Linked DNA regions of Sus scrofa: region 2 is linked to region 1. Evidence: chromatin contacts called from public Hi-C data. All regions are on one chromosome and are shown on one strand. The core of a region is the stretch at or near the end of the contact, and the rest is flanking DNA. Distances in the headings are between cores, read along the strand shown. Region 1 overlaps MAML2 (mastermind-like protein 2). Region 2 overlaps MAML2 (mastermind-like protein 2).

What was found. A called contact is a pair of places that touch in the nucleus more often than the background predicts.
Region 2: a contact with region 1 is called in a Hi-C map of liver, with 2.2 times the contacts expected there. The contact joins two enhancer-like sites. A contact is called at or near these places in 1 of 47 Hi-C or Micro-C datasets (liver) and 1 of 2 datasets of contacts at active chromatin or transcription factors (alveolar macrophages).

Annotation. Positions count from the first base shown.
Region 1 is chr9:28,126,523-28,130,363 of Sscrofa11.1, forward strand. The region is part of intron 1 of MAML2 (mastermind-like protein 2); the gene reads right to left. Among named protein-coding and RNA genes, the nearest start is that of MTMR2, 150 kb to the left of the region's middle. Within about 2 kb of position 2,084, at least 30 of the 83 cell types and tissues checked have an H3K27ac peak or open chromatin away from gene starts, as enhancers often do. A contact at or near this core is called in alveolar macrophages and liver, where this site is marked.
Region 2 is chr9:28,332,757-28,336,597 of Sscrofa11.1, forward strand. All of the region lies in intron 1 of MAML2 (mastermind-like protein 2), which reads right to left. Among named protein-coding and RNA genes, the nearest start is that of MAML2, 38 kb to the right of the region's middle. Within about 2 kb of position 2,160, at least 72 of the 83 cell types and tissues checked have an H3K27ac peak or open chromatin away from gene starts, as enhancers often do. A contact at or near this core is called in alveolar macrophages and liver, where this site is marked.

The DNA of each region.
Region 1 (3,841 bases), core at 834-3,333:
CGGAGCTGCAGCTGCTGGCCTATACCACAGCCACAGCCGCACCAGATCTGTGCCACATCTGCAGCCTACACCACAACTCACAGCAATGCCAGATCCTTAACCCACTGAGCAGGGCCAGGGACTGAACCTGCATCCTTATGGATACTCATTGGGTTCTTTACCACTGAGCCACAACGGGAACTCCCATGGTATTTATCCTGACGTGCATGGTCATAAAGCCGAATTTTTAAAATTCTATAAGGAAGAAGGGACTTTCAAAAGCAAAAGTGCCTAGGAGTTCCCTAGTGGCTCAGTGGATTAAGGATCCAGGGTTGTCACTGCTGTGACACAAGTTTAAACACTGTCTGGGGAACTTCCGGATGCCAAAGGTGTGGCCGAAAAAGAGGAAAAAAAGGAAGAGTGCCTAAGGCCCACCAAAAGCTCTCACCTCAGAACTAAGATGTATGGAATGCTTTTTGTTTGTTTGTTTTTGTTTTTTAGATGGCCGCACACACAGCAAGTGGAAGTTCCAGGGGTAGGGATCAAATGGACGCCTCTGAGCAAGCCGAACTGCTGCAGTCAGATTCCTAACACTGTGCCACAGGGGGAACTCCTTGAATGCTTATTTTAAGACAAGTGCTCTTAAAACAATAGTTGTGTACAGTCCCACTTAATCTTGTCACAACTCTCTGAACATGTATTCTGATCCTCATTTTCTAAGGGAAGAAACAGCAGCTCCTAACATTCAGATTACATAGTGAAGGATACAGAGGCAGGCTGCCAACCCTGGTCTGTCTGGTTCCAAAGTCCTCTTAATCACTAACCACACTGCTTGCTTTCAATTTGCCACATGCCTACACTGTCCTTGACACAGTGGACACGGAGAGCCAAGACAAAAGCAGAGCAGAATGAGGATGTACGGCAGGCACAGGGCGAGGTTAACAGCATTCGGGTCTCATAGGGATGGATGGTGTGGAGACAGTGATGATGTCATTGGTTGGAAGTTGACGGTGAAAGCTCAGGGCATCACCCTCGAAGCTCCAGTATAAGAAAGGAAAGAAGAGTTCCCCGGTGGCTCAGCAGGTTAAGGATCCAATGTTGTCACTGCTGTGGCTCTGGTTACTGCTGTGGTATGGATTCAATCCCTGGTCTGGGAATTTCTGTGTGCCTTGGGGGTGGCCAAAAACAAAATAAGATTTAAAAAAAAAAAAGAAAGGGAGGGGACAAAGGGTCACTTGGTCAGTCAAAAAGATTCACAGAGGGATTCCGGTTGGGGCTCAGCAGTAACAAACCCAACTAGTATCCAAGAGGACTAGGTTCGACCGGGACCTTGCTCAGTGGTTTAAGGATCCGGTGTTCCTGTGAGCTGCGGTGTTGGTTGCAGACATGGTTCAGATCTCGTGTTGCTGTGGCTGTGGCATAGGCTGGCAGCTGCAGCTCCGATTCGACCCCTGGCCTGGGAACCTCCATATGCTGCAGGTATGGCCCTAAAAAAATGAGGAAAAAAAAAAGATTCACTGAGTATGCAGAGAGGATTCTGAACTATACCTTATCCAAAGATCCCTGGCAGGAGAGAAAATATGGAAACAGCTAAGCCAGTGGGAAAACATAAGGGCTTCAAATGAGTGCTACTTCTCAATAGTTACACTTTTCCCATCACCTGGCTGGACTGAGAAGCACTTTTTGTTTTGTTCAACAAACCTGCACCCCCAATTATCACATTTAATCTGTGAGATTATGCATCTAACATCCCCTTCTCTAGCCGTCCAAGGAAAAGACTTCTTTGGGGAAAGATTTCAGCACAGCAAGTCTAGCCTGGTTTGCAAATGACACAGGAATCGCTATACTTTCCTTCGCTGAGATCCAGCAGACTGCTTCTTTTCCCTCTCGGCCTTGTTCTGACTCTGCTATTTGAACACCTCGACTCTATGCGAGCGAGGCCTGCAGTCTCCACTGGGGGAAGGCGTAGGCCTGAGCAGGACCCAGACACAGTGGCCTGCCCGCCCCAAGGGCCACGGATGGAGGTGCCAAGAAACCTATGGACAAGGAAAAGCTGACACACAGTGGCATCGGGGCTGGAGTCCCCTGGTAAACTCTCCTTTTTAAACAGCTGTGCTGTCCTCTTCCAAAGGACTCGAAACATAAACTTCCTGGAGGGATCTGAGAACACCATTATTGCACAATCCACTGCTTTCTGTTTCTTTCCCTGCCCCCAACCCTTTGCACAAAATAAATGCATTCTTTGTCTCCAGTGCTGCCCTAGAAACAGGGAATATGCCACACAAAGGTAACAATTCACTCCATAGGTCACATTTTTTCTCCCTCAAGATTTCTGTCTTTCTCAATAAGACATAAACATGGGAACCAAATTTACCACTGCTTAGATGCTCAAAAGATCATCTATAAACTTTCCGCAGGCCACTTTACTCATGGATGATTAGAGAAACGGTTGAGGATAGATAAAATGAGAAAAAGATCAACACCCCCCCAATCATTTATGACTCTTGATTTGATTCTTGAAGTGAAATGTCTGAGATCCTGAAACAGTAAATCCAGGTTCATCACAGTACTTGAAGGTAAGAATAATCCTTTCCCGGCTCTCCTGCCCCCAAACAAATGAGGTGGGGTTTTATGGCTTTCACTGAAGATATCAAAAAGCTCCTACTTCGTATTTGGCCTTTGCAGAGTTCTGAGCTTCTCTGTATTGCTTCCCTGTATTGCAAAGTATTGTTGTTTTCTGTCCATATAGCAATTAGATTTGCCCAACTAGATTTTTAAGCCCTTTGAACATGGGCTCTGCATCTTATACTTGACTAGTTCCTTTCAGTACTTGCCACAATGCTGGGCGTATTCTAGATGTTCAAATAGTAGCTGGCTAGATGATCTCAGTCCTTGGGAAGCTGGACCCTTCTAACTACTGAGCAGAAAAACAATGGTCAGGAGAAGGCTGTGGCAAATATTTTCATATCCAATTCACAAGTAATTTAATGGTTCCACTAGAGTGATCACTTTCTTCTGACCCCTGAAGCCAAGGAACGAGAAGCCCTGCAAACCGGAACCACGTTGCCATCCTCATAAACCAAGTGTGAAGGCGTATGCCAAGCTCTGTGATGGACTCCAGGTGGTGCTGAGCCTCCTGAAGGGCTGCCAAAGCCAGGATGCGATACTAAGCCCCTCCTGACTCCATGCCCTAGGTGAATGAAGCCACTGCAGCTGTGAGGAAGTTGGGTATACTTCCTATAGGATTTCTCAGAAACTTCCACGTTTACTCCTTCAGAATAATGTACTGTGTGTGTGTGTGTGTGTGTGTGTGTGAGAGAGAGAGAGAGAGAGAGAGAGAGAGAAGGTGTCAGGGAAGGCTTATTAGATCTATCTGGAAAAGTTCTTCCATAATTTTGTTCCATAATGTCTGGACTCTGAGAAATGTGACGATTTAGGACCACAAAAAAGTTTTTTTTTTTTTTTAATGAAACCAAAGATGAAGTTTTAGATAGAAGCAAGATCACCACAAATTCAGGATCTTTGTAAAGAAAACAAAGGCAACACACTGTCCTCCTAAAGACATTAAATGCCAAAAGGTCTCACATTCAAAACTTCTTGAATGCTTCCCTGCCCCCTGCTTGCTGTCACGGCTGCCTGTGGAAGAGGAACTGGATGAGCTGGACTTTGCCTTGGAAACACACTCCTCATTACAGGCCTGAGGGAGGGCATTTCATGGCAGCCTTTTCTCAGTTTACACATATCTACTCCTTCCTGTTGAAGAACCTTCTGAGTTTATCATCAACTAGCAAAACATTCAGTGAGGGAAAAGGGACGAGAACCCGAGCCACAACCTCTAAGAGGTAGTCGCCATGTTTTATTT
Region 2 (3,841 bases), core at 910-3,409, 210 kb after region 1:
TGGATCCGGCGTTGCTGTAGCTGTGGGGTAGGCCAACAGCTGCAGCTCCAATTTGACCCCAGTCTGGGACTTCCACATGCCGCAGGTGTGGCCCTAAAAAGAAAAAAAAAAAAAAAACAGTAAGGGAATGGCAAAACCATGAAGACAGTCAAAAGATCAATGGTTGCCAGGGGTTGGTGAGGAGGAAGGGATGAACAGGTGGAGTACAGATTTTTTGGGCAGTGAAACATCTGTACGATACCAAAAAGGAGGGCATGTGTCACTCTACATTTGTCAAATCCCACAAAATGTACAACACCAGGAGTGAACCCTAATGTAAACTATGGACCTTGGGTGATAATGACATGTCAATGTAAGGTCATCAACTGTAACATATATACCACCTGGTGGGGGATGTTGATCCTGGGGCAGTCTATTCACATGTGGGGGCAGAAAGTATGTAAATGGGAAATCTTTGTACCTTCCCCTCAGTTTTAGATCTCACACGTGAACCTAAAACTTTTCTTAAAATAAGGTCTATTTAAAAGACAATTATGAGATGATGATGATAATGATGATGATAAGGAGACTGAGTATGTCCTATAACAAAACCCATGTGAAACTGTTCTATACAGAAAACCCTCGGGGCGGGGGGAATCGCATCAATTTCCTCATTCCCCAACCTAGGTATCTGTAATTTACTATTTGAGTCATCTAGTACACAAAGGGAATTTTTTTCTATATTCAAAAAAACTTTCCCAACGTGTATGATTAACTATTTTAATAGTTAACTGGAAATACAGTAATCAAAAATTAAGGCAGATGAAAACATCTGTCTCTATGTAACACATGTCCCTCTAAGGTCAAACTGGGTGAAAATAAATAGCCAATCTGGCAACCAAATAAAACTACAAAGCAACAAACACAGTATAAACACTCTGAAAAGTGTTTCTAAAAGATAAAGTGAACTACTCCTAGAAAACAGACATTGAAAAAAAGAAAAAAAGAGAGCTTGAAAAGGAAATTATCTTGTGCTAAAAATCACATTCTTTATTCATCCACTGATTAAAGCCTTTCAGATCTTAAAAAAATAATAATAATAAAATGAACATTTAAAAGGTTTCATGTGAAATTTATACTCTAGTATTTTAATACATGAAAAAGCACCTTCCTTTCTGTTAGGTTTCAAAGCAGCTGCTTCATTTATCTGCAACATATATGTTTCTTACAAGTCTCTGGATGAACACACACAGAAAATATGGAGCACTTCAGTTGCATCTCTGTGATCACTGTATAGGCCTAGGCCCACCATACCAAATGAAGAAGAGCTAACGTGTTGACATCTGTTTTAGGCTAAAAATGGAAATTGTGAAGTTCTTTCCTCTTCCAAGAGTTCCCTGGAATGGATCAAAAGGCTTCAAAAGACTTGGCACCAAGGGAAATTCTAGGCAACATCTACACAGCACAAAATGAAATGGAGACTTGGCACCTTCCTAAAGAATTAGGGCTGTGTTGACCACTGCAAAAAGGGGGCCTTAACTGGCCCTTTGTGACCAGAGAGGCCAATGTAATTCACAAAGCTCCAGATTTTGCCTTTCTGGGGATCTATAATATTAACTTTTCATACAACCCCAACAAAAACTCCTTGCCTTTAGTGTGGCTAGACCATGACTAAACATCTAGGTTGGGCCAGGTCCTCTGGGGTGCAAATGGCCAAATCTCCCAGATGAGTGAGGCAAAGCCTTGTCTGGAGACTGAATTTAGAAGTCACTTTCCGGATCTTTTTTTTTTTTTTCACACCAAATCAACTCTGCCTGTGAAGGTTTACTTTTCTTGAGGCTGAGTCAGGATGAACCAGCCTTTGCAGGTGGAGCAGTTATTTGAGAGCCCACCATTCTATACAAGGGGTCTTTAGATGTAAAGCAGAAGCATTTTTGTTTTGCCTTTGAGTTGGGGTGAAGCACAAAGAATTGACTTGTTTCTCCTCCAAAGTTAAAGGACCAAACCCCAAGACAACCAAAATGTTGGAATTGTTTGTCATTTCCAAGTTGAAAGAAAGCAAAATGTGACTACTCAGAGCTCTATCTTTCCCTGATTAAAGCGATCCTGCCCTTTGAATTGCTACACAGGATACTGTTCTGTGGGGCTCACTCACAGGGCTGTAATAAGTCACAACAGCTTGGCACCTCGCCCAACAAAACACAAACTCCTGAAGTCTTGAGCTTTCCCATGGCAACATCACAGTCACCAACACAGCAAACAATCGCTCCAATCCCTACTCCCGCTCCCTTTTTCTAAGAGCAAAGGATATCATTGCAGCCAGTCTCCTAGAACCGTGCTAATTATCATCTATGAAAGGAGATAGCGACAGAGATCAAGTTGCCTTCAGCGCCGAACTTAAAATGAGATCAAAGGCAGGGTAACTACAGGAGCATACGGAAGTTCAACTTATACTTTCGCTTTCAAAGAAAAGACAGAAGCTTTATGTAAAGTATATTCCTTAAGGATTAATGTGCCTTGCTGCCCTGATTACCAAGTGGCTCTGGCTGGCCAGCAACCTTCATACAAAACTCCCATTCACTTTAGCCCAGTCGTTTTCTCTCTGTCTTTCTCTCTCTCTCTCTTTCTCGACAGCAGAGGGGGGTGGGGTAGGGGGGAAATGCCATCTTAAAGCTGCAGCTCGACCACATTCCTGAAACTGCAAAACTGGAAGTGTTTTCAAACCTCAGCTGCTTTCTCCAGCGGAATGCTCATTCTGCTCAGATGGGAAGGCCGCTGAGTTCCAGAGCTGGGTGGCAGCTCCCTATTGCAGATTAAAGCAGCGCCACTTCCTTTATGACCGCCTCTTTTCAGATTCAAATAACATCCTTGGGGGTGACCATCTCTTCTCACAAAAAACCGTCTGGGCTCCCACAAATCTCCTACAAGAGTAATCTCTTTGTGTATTAATTTGATTTTAGGTCCTTGGATGGCTCCTGACAGTTCAGGAGCAGAACTAATACCAAACCCCAAGAGAATAAATAGTCTGGGACTCATGGGTGGCTATCACTGTGCTAGGGGGTGGGGAAGGCAAGGAAGAGTCCTGGCTTCATGTGGTTTTGCACTCTGCTTGTTCCACTCTGATCCATAGTGAAGCCCTGCATGTGCTTGTGGAGGATTTTATAATTCTAGACACAAATCTTAGCCAGGGCCACAGACTACATTTGGGATCCCCCAACCTCAGAATTAGAATAAAAATTTCAGAGGAGGTTCTGTTTCAGCACAGCTACAATTTGGGGGGAGGGGTTCGTCCATGTAATAAAGAATATAAAACACTAATGACAAGGTATGGAAGTAATTATACCAAGATATTTCAATGATATCCTAAACCAAGAACGGGACAAAAAAAAAAAAAAAAAAAAATCCAGCGAGTCGCTAAACAATAGCAGGATTCTAAAATGTAACTGAAGCCTTTTGAACATACATATGGGTGACTGCTGTATCATTCAAGACATTTAAATACCCCCATATCTACACTATGGACAATTTAAATAATTATGGTGTTACATTAAATTCTGGCCTCAACTTTTCACTTACTATATACTTGATTATGTTTTATTCTCTATTATCCCACCATTCCCCAAACCCCACAATCTAATGATGTAATTTTTATCATTAAGAAACTTATTGTAGGACTTCCTGCTGTGACTCAGGGGAAACAAATATGACTGGTATCCATGAGGATGCAGGTTTGATCCCTGGCTTCGCTCAGTGGTTTAAGGATCCAGCATTGCTATGAGCTGTGGTATAGTCGCAGATCCTGAGTTGCTGTGGCTGTGGCACAGGCCAGCAGCTACAGCTCCAATTCAACCCCTAACCTAGA